Regions from separate parts of the Danio rerio genome. Here regions 2 and 3 are each linked to region 1. The links are chromatin contacts, called in public HiCAR-type maps. All regions are on one chromosome and are shown on one strand. Each heading gives the region's core, a stretch centred on a gene start, on an enhancer-like site or on the middle of the called end of the contact. The rest is flanking DNA. Distances are from core to core; before and after follow the strand shown.

Region 1 (3,522 bases), core at 591-3,090:
CAGCTGGGTTTTATTGGAACAATGTTTTAATGTCGTCAATAAAAATGCTATGTCTGTTTTCTACACTTTATTTTTTGTCTTGTCTTTTATTTTTGAGATAGGGGGCTTTTGTATTTTCAGCTTCTTCCTCTTTAGTCTCCAATGGAATTCCTCAGAGATTAGTCTGTGATGATGTCAACAATCTGAAACATTGTCAGTGTTAAAAATCTTTGTGTTACTTTTTCTCGATGTATAGAAAGTTTAAAAATTTTGTGGTTATTTGATTTATTTTCAAAATAGTAGCTCTACTGTCATTTTCTAACAGTTAAAGGTGCAGTAGGTGATCTGCCAGAATGCTAGCATTAGCATGATAGCTTAGAAATTTTACCTCCCTCCCCTGCCATCCAAAGCCATGACTTCATTAAGTCATGAACGCGCACCAGTTAGATATCACACTAGACCATGTCATTCACCAATTAGAAAACTCTATGGAGACTAGCTCTTTATTAAGCATAGTTATTGACAGTCCTCAAGAATCAAAATCAAACTTCACCTCAGCAAGGCTAGTTAGGTGGAAGAGCACTATTTACTTGTTTTGTTATTAGACTACATAAAAATTAGATCAGATAAAAGGAGTGCTAAAAACAGAAACACTTCCATGCATATAAACTCATTCATAAACAACAACACAGTCTACAAACTGTGACATATAGACAGTCTACATAAGTTTTGCGTGGCTAAAATAGTTTTAAAACATACTCGTCTTAAAGAAATACATCCGTGGTGTCACCCTTCAGATCATTGTTTTGAACTGCATAACGTCATTTCCCTCCAGCGTACAAAAGTAATTCCGATATTAATTCAGGGTTTAGAAAAGTTTTGATTCTGCATTTTTGGCAGAAGCCCTTTCAGAAACATTCTTTCTTTTCATTCATACAAGGCCACGTTGGTCTTTCAGAAAGAAGTTCAGGTTGATGCAGAGTTTGCCAGATGACGTCTCTCTGTTAGCTGTAGATTCTACACGTGTACGAGCGAGTGACATACGTCTGCTTAAAGAGGCTGCGCTAAAATTACAATTTGTTGACAGTTTGAGATACCTGTCTTAATTGAGATATTTGTCAGGCCGACATTTTGTATGTTGTGGCTGGAAGGGCATCCGCTGCGTAAAAACGTGCTGGATAAGTTGGTGGTTCATTCCACTGTGGCGACCCCAGATTAATAAAGGGACTAAGCCAACAAAAAAATGAATGAATGAATGAATACTGCATGGGTTTAAAAAGCTAAATTGTTTTCTGATATCTACATAGTAGGTTAAAGGCTTCGGTAAGCTCAAAAAATATACAGAAGCGGTTTAATAAGCTAATTAATTACTCAAAAAATGTCCAGAGAATCAGAAGGCCCATGATTGACCATATATGGCTCGTGTCGTGAATATTATTGAGCTCAGCTCTGACTTAGCAAACGCTCAGCAGGATGTACGCTGAACACGGACCGTTATAAACCCAATCAGAGTAAAGTTAACCTGTTTTGCTCTGGATAAAAGCTAACTAATAATAAAACTTGCTAACAGAGAGTGATAGAGATGTATCTTGTTGTATTTTTAAGCTATATTCAAAGAAAACACAGCCGAAACAGATGACAGTTGAGCTGAGTGATTTGACACGATTCACCAGTCTACAGTGTCTGTTGAAACAAACGCATTAAATTTCACAATAATCATGATAAATTACCAAAAGATGTAACAAAACATACCATATGGCTCTTTGGAGTGGAAATGAAAAATGTATAATCTGTAAATCTTGCCTTTTGCGTCCCTGAGGCCAGTTTTTAACGTGCCTCGTGCTGTTGTTGCCCAGTAACGCACAGTAAATAAACTGCCGCATGTTTTTAAAATAAAAGTCCCAGAAACGTAGTAGGTGAAAAGCACGCTTACAAATAACTAAGGGACGAAAATTTTCATTATTGTCTCACTAGAAACACAGATTTTCATAATAGGCCACCTTTAAAACAAACATGGGTTCTTGAAAGGACTTCAATTTAAAGTTTATGGTGTTAATTCAACAAATGTACTGTGCTGCTGTCAAAAACTGAACAAAAAAAATAGAATTTTTTTATTTAAAAACATTACATTTAAGTCTTGTAAAAAAAAAACAATGAAATAAAGCTCTTTTTATCAATATTTCAGAAACCCATTTAAATATTACTAGTATTGCATTCAACAAATTTCAATAAATTCCTTTGAACATGATTGTTTAAAATGGTCAACATTTTTAAGTGACATTCAAAACATCATTAATATGACATTTTTTTAATGTAAATAAGTACATGAATGAGTTTTATGGTGGTGCACATGCTAGTTGTGTGAATTACAGGATCTTGATCTAAAAATTGAATCTGATGTTCATGAATGTGTGGGAACCCTGACTACACTAAACATTTGAATGGTTTAGCATTCATATAAGTCATTGCAAAATCCTTGTTGTCCTAGTTGACCAGTGGCATAGCTTAAAAATACAAGTGAGTCATTTATTATATGAATCATTTATTTAGTTACATATTATACCATTTCATGGTATTTCAATTAACAATGTGGCGTACAAAATACACCAATTAACCAATTTCAAACATATTTTGGTCTTATATAAAGAAAAAAACTGAAATAAAATTATACTGGAGACCCAAGCAGACAGGGCTCTCTCACCCAAAGGAACATTTACATTCAAGTTGCAATAACACTGTGGCTCACAATATGGTGAATGAAAAGATGCGCATCAAATCATTTGAATAAGGTTAATTTCAATGCTGTTTAAATTAAAAACATACTCCACCATTTTTCTTAGCTTTGCTCCACTTGTTGCTTTCATCGCTTCTGATGTGTAAACTTACTCAAATGATGAAGGTCAAAGCGAAGTAGCCTAATAACGACTGTGCCTGAAAAAATAACTGACCTAAACTAAGCCTAAGCTGGGATAAATATGCTAAAACCCAGATATTTAGACCCACGCTCATGTAGGCCAGATAAACCAAATGAAGCAGCGTTTCATAAGAGGTGTTTACTGTGGAATGTGGGAACTTCATTGGGTCTGCTGGAGCCTACGTGTGTGTGTGTGTGTGTGTATTGATGAAACACTGACATCTGCTGCTCAGCCGCTTTATTTCATATCGGCACTACGGCGCTTCAGCTTCTCCGGGTTGTTGGAGGCCATTTGGGAGAAATCCCTGAAGATATCGTGATAGGTGTCATCACCTGCAGAACGAAATCATGGAGAAAGAGGTAAAGGGATTATTAGTTGAAGGTTGTCAAGGGAAAACCAAGCATAAGTCTGCAGACCAATCTTCCCGCCAAAACACATATGACGCATTACAATCATAGAGAGGGTAAACACAAAATGGAGAAATTTAAGAGACATGTTTGCTTTTTTTTACCTGAGCTACTTTTAATTTGAGAGCAGAGTTTTAGGACATTTTGATTAGAAATGGAAAGGATGCAAGGCAAATGTATGGAAGCCTAAAAGGGTCAGAATTCATCTGTATTGTACAACT
Region 2 (3,602 bases), core at 728-3,227, 180 kb after region 1:
TTTAGGAGATATATAGTATGGATGGTTTTGATCTGTGGATACAGCTGAATCTTTATATGTGCCAGACGCGGATGGACTAACACTGTAAGCACTCTTTATAGTGTTGCCTGGCACGAGACTTGGCACCGGAAACTTTTTAACAAATAACGAATGGGTTATACTTTGGCCTGAAGGATTCAGATCCGTCCTATGCCGCGTGCTATGCTGACTTGTCTTCATTAGTGAATCATTTGTGATGTCTGGTAGATTAACACTCTTATCACGTTCCAAAAATAACACAGTGTTCTTTGGAAACTGTATTTGGGAGGTCAAATACGTGCCTTGCATTGATGGTTTAGATAATGCAGAAAGCTGGCTTCGGATGTTATTCTCATCTGACAGAAATTGTTTGTAAGAAAGGACACCATTGGTTGTTGACGGGATGTCAACAGATAAACCTGAAGCCACTTCATCATACTTCTGAGTGTGACGTGTTTGAATAGGTTCAACATCCTGATAACTTTGTCCAATGTTTTGGTAACCATTTTGCGCAGAAGTCAATTGAATGTCCTTTAGGGTGTAGCTGTTTGTATAAGACTTCGTATTTCCATACTCTAAGCTGTTTTGTGGATTTGCTTGTGGAATGGTGACCCTTCTAGAATCTGAATGCTTCATCTGATCAGGCTCAGAGGAAAACATCACAAGTTTTTTTAAAGGAAAGATTAGGTCACCTCTATTTGAATTTGGCCTTTTTGCAACTAAAGGTATTAGTCTTGGAACTGTGGGAATCTTAGAAAGAGATGAATCTCTCACATTCCCCAGGGAAGTTTGAGAAAGGGCTGCAGTCCCAGCAGAAAAAACATGTGGCGATGATTTGTGCACTTGTTGATTTGCTTCTAGAAAAGATAAATCTTCTATAATTGGCATGACCCTCCTCGGCCCATTTTGATTGGATTGATCAAACATGGCATTTGCATCACTTTTGAACCTCATATTATGGTTTGCATTGGAGCTTCTGGACATGTAATTAGATGAGATTCTTTCAGCATGTGCTGGTTGGACGGAGATATCTTCCCTCAAATAGGGTTCATTGAGTCGTAATGGTTGTTGACTGCCTGAATGCATTTCTGATTTAGAAATAGGCTGATATCCAAATGTCTCAGATCTATACACATTTCCTGCATGCATTCTGTCCACCGGACCTTCTATCTTCACCAGCCTTAAGCCCAGATTTGTATCACTAGAGCTCCATTGGCTCCCTGTGAAGGGATTGAGTTCCTGTTGGACTGTTTGGAAAGCATAGCTTGTTTTGGCATCATGTCCTTTATTATATTTGACGCTAGACAAATCAACAGGATTATTTCTGCTGCTGGACAAGATCTTATTTTGGTAATTCATAACATATGCAGGATCTTTTGGTTCAGTAAGTCTAAAGCTTGGGTTTTTGGCATTGCCATCGCTTTTCTGACTGTATGGGGCTGAGTTGACTCTGGGCCACTGATATTTGCTGTTAAACTGTACTAAATTGTTTAGTAGAGTGCCTTTTATTGGCTTTTGGATGGAAGAATCAGCAATGTTGAAAACTTCCAGTGCTTGCAATTTGATCTTTGGTTCATTTCCAGCGATGTCTCCTAAATGGATTGGCAATAAACCAACAATACATTTAGTTATCAATATTATAAAATAAATATTCCTATCAGTTTTAATTTGACACTTTAGTTCATACTTTACACAAAAATACTTGATTTGACGCAACAAATTATTCCAATAATACTTGTAACCACATCTTACCAAAAGACAGTCCAGGAAAACACCCAACAACAGAGTGAGTCAAACAAACCAACAGCAATCTGTATAAAAACAGGTTCATTTTAAGATTTTACTTACATAACAACAGAACCAAACCTCTATAAACTGTTACACTGAAATGGAATGTAAATGCTTACCTCAGAAAGCAATGATGAGACATGTTTAAAGCTCTATAGTGCAAGTTTTTGTCACACCTGCTCAAAATGACCCTATTAATGTGGCCTTACCTGAAACACTGACATTGTTGATCAACTTTGTTCATCATAATGAGGCCCACCTGAATGCATTTAGAGCTAAGTGCATGCAGAATTGCCCATATGCTTATTTTTATTGATTTCAGTTGTGTACATTTGCACAGCGTCAAATAAAAATGAGCACTTTTTAACAGCTGTTCATTTACATGACAAAAACCGCTTATGGAGATGGTAAACTTTTGAAAATGCACTTTATGTGCAATAATATTTCAAATATATACTATGGTTGTTTTTGTGTACCAGACCCTGTTTTTTACTACAAGAAAATGGAGTTTATGCACGAGCATGTGTTCGGTTTATAGAGGTGTATGAGAACCTGACAACCAAACAAGAGTGTTTAGATTCATGGGAACAGGATATCACTTTTACATTTATCGGCATGTGGAGTAAAATATATAACTATTTATAATTAAATAAGGCATCATGGTAGCGCAGTGGGTAGCACAATTGCCTCACAGCATGAAGGTCGCTGATTCAAGCCCATGCTGGATCAGTTGGCATTTCTGTGTGTAGTTTGCATGTTCTCCTCGTGTTTGCGTGGGTTGCTCCTGTTTCACTTGACAAAGACATGCGGTACAGGTGAATTGAAAAAGCTAAATTGGCCGTAGTGTATGTGTGTGAATGAAAGAGTGTATGGGTGTTGAGTTGCAGCTGGACATTTGCGGTGTAAAACGTGTTGGATAAGTTGATGGTTTATTCCGCTGTGGTGACCCCAGATAAATAAAGAGACTCAGTCGAAAAGAAAATGAATGAATTAAGTAACTAATATAAAATTATTTATACACACACACGGTAAACTTGTATATGTAGTTTAAAAATATTTATTTGGTACAAATGTAGCATTATACAGTAATTCAATATTTTAACTTTATAAAAATCTAATATTAAAAAATCATTTGTGATCATGAAACGAGTTTAAAAATGACACATAATTTAGGCACAATCATTTGATACAAATGTAATACTGAAAAACTCCTTAATTAAACAAATTAAAAGATACAATAAATACAACATTTCATAACAATGAATTAGAATATTTTACATTTCAAGACAGAAAAGTCATTGGGAATGTGTTCCAGGATTTTGTAACAGCAAAAAGAGCACCACAAACACGTCTACTGGCAGTGTGGTTCATTTCAGCCAAAAATGATTTTAACATGTGCTGTTGCTGTGTTTATGGGTTGTTTTGCAACAACCTCACATGTCTGTTATGGTGACGAGTCACACCCAGCTACAAACAGCCCTCATGTGCCCGAAAGGCACTGACAGTCCCACTATACATTGTGCAAACATGCGGTCCACAGCTTCCCTTTCAGAGGTGAATTGGGAATGTGCAGTAATGAGTGTCTGAGGACAGCACTAGAGTCGGTCAGCAACTTGAAATTGTCATTCACATCATGTAGCAGGACATAACCGCCAGGTCCCTCAAGTCTGCATCACTTATAGTACAATCTGAAAAAAACAAAACAAAAACACATGACAATTAGTTCTTGATGCACTCAATTCAAGTACTAAATTGACAAGTTAACCCAAAAATTCACCTGCTAAACGATAAAAGTA
Region 3 (3,470 bases), core at 854-3,353, 240 kb after region 1:
ACCTGTAATGAAAATAATTTTTTGTAAGCTTTTTGGACGGAACTGTGTGTAGGTATAGTGTCTCCTCTGTCGAATTGGGGTAATATAAAGAAAATGGGCTCTATTTTGACAGTCCATGCGCAGAGCGCAAAACGCACGGCTCAAATGCTTTTAGGGCGTGTCAGAATGCATTTTTGCTATTTTAAGGACGGGAAAATCTGCTTTGCACCGTGGCGCATGGTCTAAAACGGCTGAGTTTATTTTCTTAATGAGTTATAGGTGTGTTTTGAGAATAAATTAATCGGAGTCTCATCTCCCATTCCCTTTAAGAGCCAGTTGCGTCGCGCCATAAGCGCATTTGCTACTAACATTACGTTAAGTAAGTGTACGTAAAAACTGAGCATTTTATTAGCAAGAAAACAGTTAAACAGAGCATCTACCGCGTGAGAATGACAGATAACACGCTTTTTCCGAATGACACACACTTTTTCCGGCAATCTTCCTTCTACTTTCAGACAGCGCAGCATTCCCGCAAATTACCGGTAAAGTTACAACTTCTCTTTCCGGAAAATAGCCAGAACGAATTTACCGTTTTTTGTAAATGGGCCTGTTCAGATACAGACCTTTTCGGAAAATTTCCGGTAATTTTCCGGAAAGGTCTGTATGTGTGAAAGGGGCTATAGTAACACGAATATTCATATCAACAAGACAGGACGTGTGCAAAGCAACTGGAATTAAAAGATCTGTTCAGCTTGCTGTGATCATAAATCATCATCAAATGTGATCAAGAATGAGTTTTACATGTTAAAAACGTTTTTTAAAACCGTGCACGTTTCTAATGAATTACAGTGATTTTACTGTCTTCATCACCACAGCCGCATGTCACCACAGTTACAAAAGAAAACGCTTCAGTCCCGGTTTGTGGCAATAAAAAATGTTTTTTTGTACATTAACATAGCAGATATCCATACAGGAGTGAATATTAATGTGTATCCTGTCACAATTGCTTAGTATCTGTGTGTGTGTGTGTACGTGAACTTTGTAACGACATTGTGTGTGACTCATCGTTGCAACTCCACCAAAAAAAAAAAAAAAAAATACATCAAATAATAATCGGGCAATATTTAATCTGTATGTATTTATCTGCTAATTTATAAAAATTACAATATTTTTTGCCTTAATAATAAACAAGACTGGTGAAGTCATTTTTTCTGTGAATGTATACCATGGGTGTGTTAGTTAACCCCTTCAATGTTATAATAAATGTTCATAAATCAAACGGTTATTTTTTAATATGTAGTAAGGGTTCACATAACAAAACAAAACTAATAAATTTCTTTGTGAACTGAACTGATACAAAGACTTTAGAATACTGAAGCTCATTGGTGGAACTCAAGGCTTTCCGCTCATTCTCCTATGGGTATGAATCACACAACACACAGTCTCACACACAAACACACACACATACACAGTAATTTCTGTCATTTGCCACTACGCTGACACATAGACATTTGTAGCTCCGCCCTCTTCTGAAAAGAGCACAATCTCATTTAAATTTAAAGCGACAGTCACCATAATTAGGATCTAAGCCTTAAAAGGTCTGTTTCAGGGAGCTAGAGAACATCATCTGTGTGCTATTTTAAGCTCTATATAAAAACTATACAGGAGGCAAATCATTCTGACTGTATACTTAATATAATTTAAGAATGTATTTTGAAGAAAGCTGAGAACTATTGACTTGTATAGCAAAAACTAAACAAGATATTTTAGAAAAATATTGAACAGTGGTAACCATTGACTTTTATAGTATTTGCTTTTCCTATACTATGCAAATCAATGATTACCCGTTTTCAACATTTTTCTAAATATCTTCTTTAGTTTTTTTTCTATGCAAGAATATCTTCAAGATTACTGATAGTGGAATGGTTGCTAAGCAACAGCTACAGACATCCTATGACAGACGTAAGGCTCAACCAATCAAAATGTGGCGGTATTGTAGCGCCTGTCCCGAAGTGTCTTTAAAAGCTGATCTGAGATCAGTGGTGTTACATGACTCTTCCTTCAGTGCTAACGTAAAAGATCTGTACTTCCGGTAGTCGGTAAGCAGCGCGGTGACTCAGGGAACGTCGTATCACAGGACTTTTCATATTTTGACTGCCATTTCATTTCAGTCTTTTGTATCAGAAGTGTTCGTGTGTCGCCACAATTGTGCACAGGAGGAGGGTCCTGGTCTGCGGTGGGAAGAGCCACAATCTAAAAGAGAAAAGTCACTCAAGGACGAAATAAAACAGGTTCTGCTGCATTGTAGGGCGCTCAGTCTTGACCAGAACCCATTCACCTCTTGCTGGACGTTGTTGTCCTTTTATTTATCAACGTTTCTTGACTTTTTAATTCGTATTCGATCCATAGGCAAGTTCCACACTTCCGGTTGAACGGAGATAAACAACGTTCGGCAAGAAAGAAGAATCTCGGCCTGCTCGTCATCATAATAATGCTGTTGCGTAAAGTTACGAGTCCTGCGATCTGCAGCTCCGTCCTCCGTCTGCAGCCGGCTATTACTGGGTGAGACTCACTGTTTTCATTCAGCTCGAGAAAGCTTATTGTGTTTAACGTTACTAAAAATATTATCACTATCTGTTTTCGTTAAGTGAGGGGGGGGAAATTATCGGATATACACGCCAACTAACTTAAATTTGAGGTTGACTGTCAAATAAAGTAGGTAATTTATAATGTATACAGTTGTCAACATTTGAAGTGGATCAAAACCTTTCATCGAAATTCTTCTAGTCCTATTGAACAACACTCATTTCTGTTTGTCAATTTGAAAATGTTTCGATTCACTTCAAATGTTGACTACTGTTTATATATACTACATAGCCTGTTAAGTAATTGTAAAATATATAAATAATATCAGCTAGCTTCATATAAACAAATGAAAACAAGCTGATTATTGATAAATGTTTATAAAATTATATTGAATCTCATATATAAGGATAGCAAAGCTAAAACATGAAAATACATTTATACATCATGTGATGTATGCTTAAAGGTAATTAAAAATACATTTGTCTGTCATTATGTAATAATTATGATTATGCTTGATCAAATTATCAGGGCACAGCGGCAATCTGGAGCACTTGTGGGAGTTCAGAATGTTCGTCTTTATGCGAGCCAAACTGCAGAGGTGAGACTCTTGGCTTCATGTCATTATTATTATGTATTTATAATTACTTTTTGTAACGTTGTTTTGTAAGTGGTTATATCACTTACATACTTTGTGAACTACTCTGGCCAATCCAATAAGGTCCCATGGAAAAAACAGGTGCTTGTTCTGAGACACCCAATAATATAAATCTGGAGTAAAGTTCACATCCAGTTCACATGACACACAGGCTTGGCAGTCTGTGTTTTACCATGCGGTCTTGTGTGTCACGTAAATATTATGGTTTAACTACAGCAAGTCTACGTGTTAGAAATTATAATTGGAGATG

Evidence for each region. HiCAR-type assays count read pairs that join an accessible place to other places.
Region 2: a HiCAR-type map of caudal fin shows a contact between it and region 1, with 4 times the contacts expected there. The contact joins the promoter of LOC110439932 here to the promoter of trip6 in region 1. A contact is called at or near these places in 3 of 18 Hi-C or Micro-C datasets (caudal fin, hematopoietic stem cells and an unstated tissue) and 1 of 4 datasets of contacts at active chromatin or transcription factors (caudal fin).
Region 3: a HiCAR-type map of caudal fin shows a contact between it and region 1, with 2.8 times the contacts expected there. The contact joins the promoter of acadvl here to the promoter of trip6 in region 1. A contact is called at or near these places in 1 of 18 Hi-C or Micro-C datasets (caudal fin) and 1 of 4 datasets of contacts at active chromatin or transcription factors (caudal fin).

What each region holds. Positions count from the first base shown.
Region 1 is chr7:20,034,260-20,037,781 of GRCz12tu, forward strand. trip6 (thyroid hormone receptor interactor 6) reads right to left here and starts at 1,841. Exons shown (of 15, transcript XM_073908313.1): 1 at 1,783-1,841. acap1 (ArfGAP with coiled-coil, ankyrin repeat and PH domains 1) reads right to left here. Exons shown (of 24, transcript NM_001080579.1): 24 at 2,509-3,226. The coding sequence ends at 3,132. It overlaps slc16a13 (solute carrier family 16 member 13), which reads left to right. Exons shown (of 6, transcript XM_001920215.8): 6 at 1-68.
Region 2 is chr7:20,217,467-20,221,068 of GRCz12tu, forward strand. It overlaps LOC110439932, which reads right to left and starts at 1,978. Exons shown (of 3, transcript XM_021477767.3): 1 at 1,926-1,978; 2 at 1,771-1,829; 3 at 1-1,610. The coding sequence starts at 1,948. It overlaps si:ch73-335l21.4, which reads right to left. Exons shown (of 2, transcript NM_001386727.1): 2 at 2,848-3,494. The coding sequence ends at 3,433.
Region 3 is chr7:20,277,382-20,280,851 of GRCz12tu, forward strand. It overlaps acadvl (acyl-CoA dehydrogenase very long chain), which reads left to right and starts at 2,104. Exons shown (of 21, transcript NM_212611.1): 1 at 2,104-2,270; 2 at 2,389-2,541; 3 at 3,094-3,163. The coding sequence starts at 2,471. LOC141375342 (a long non-coding RNA gene) reads right to left here. Exons shown (of 2, transcript XR_012383237.1): 2 at 2,175-3,470.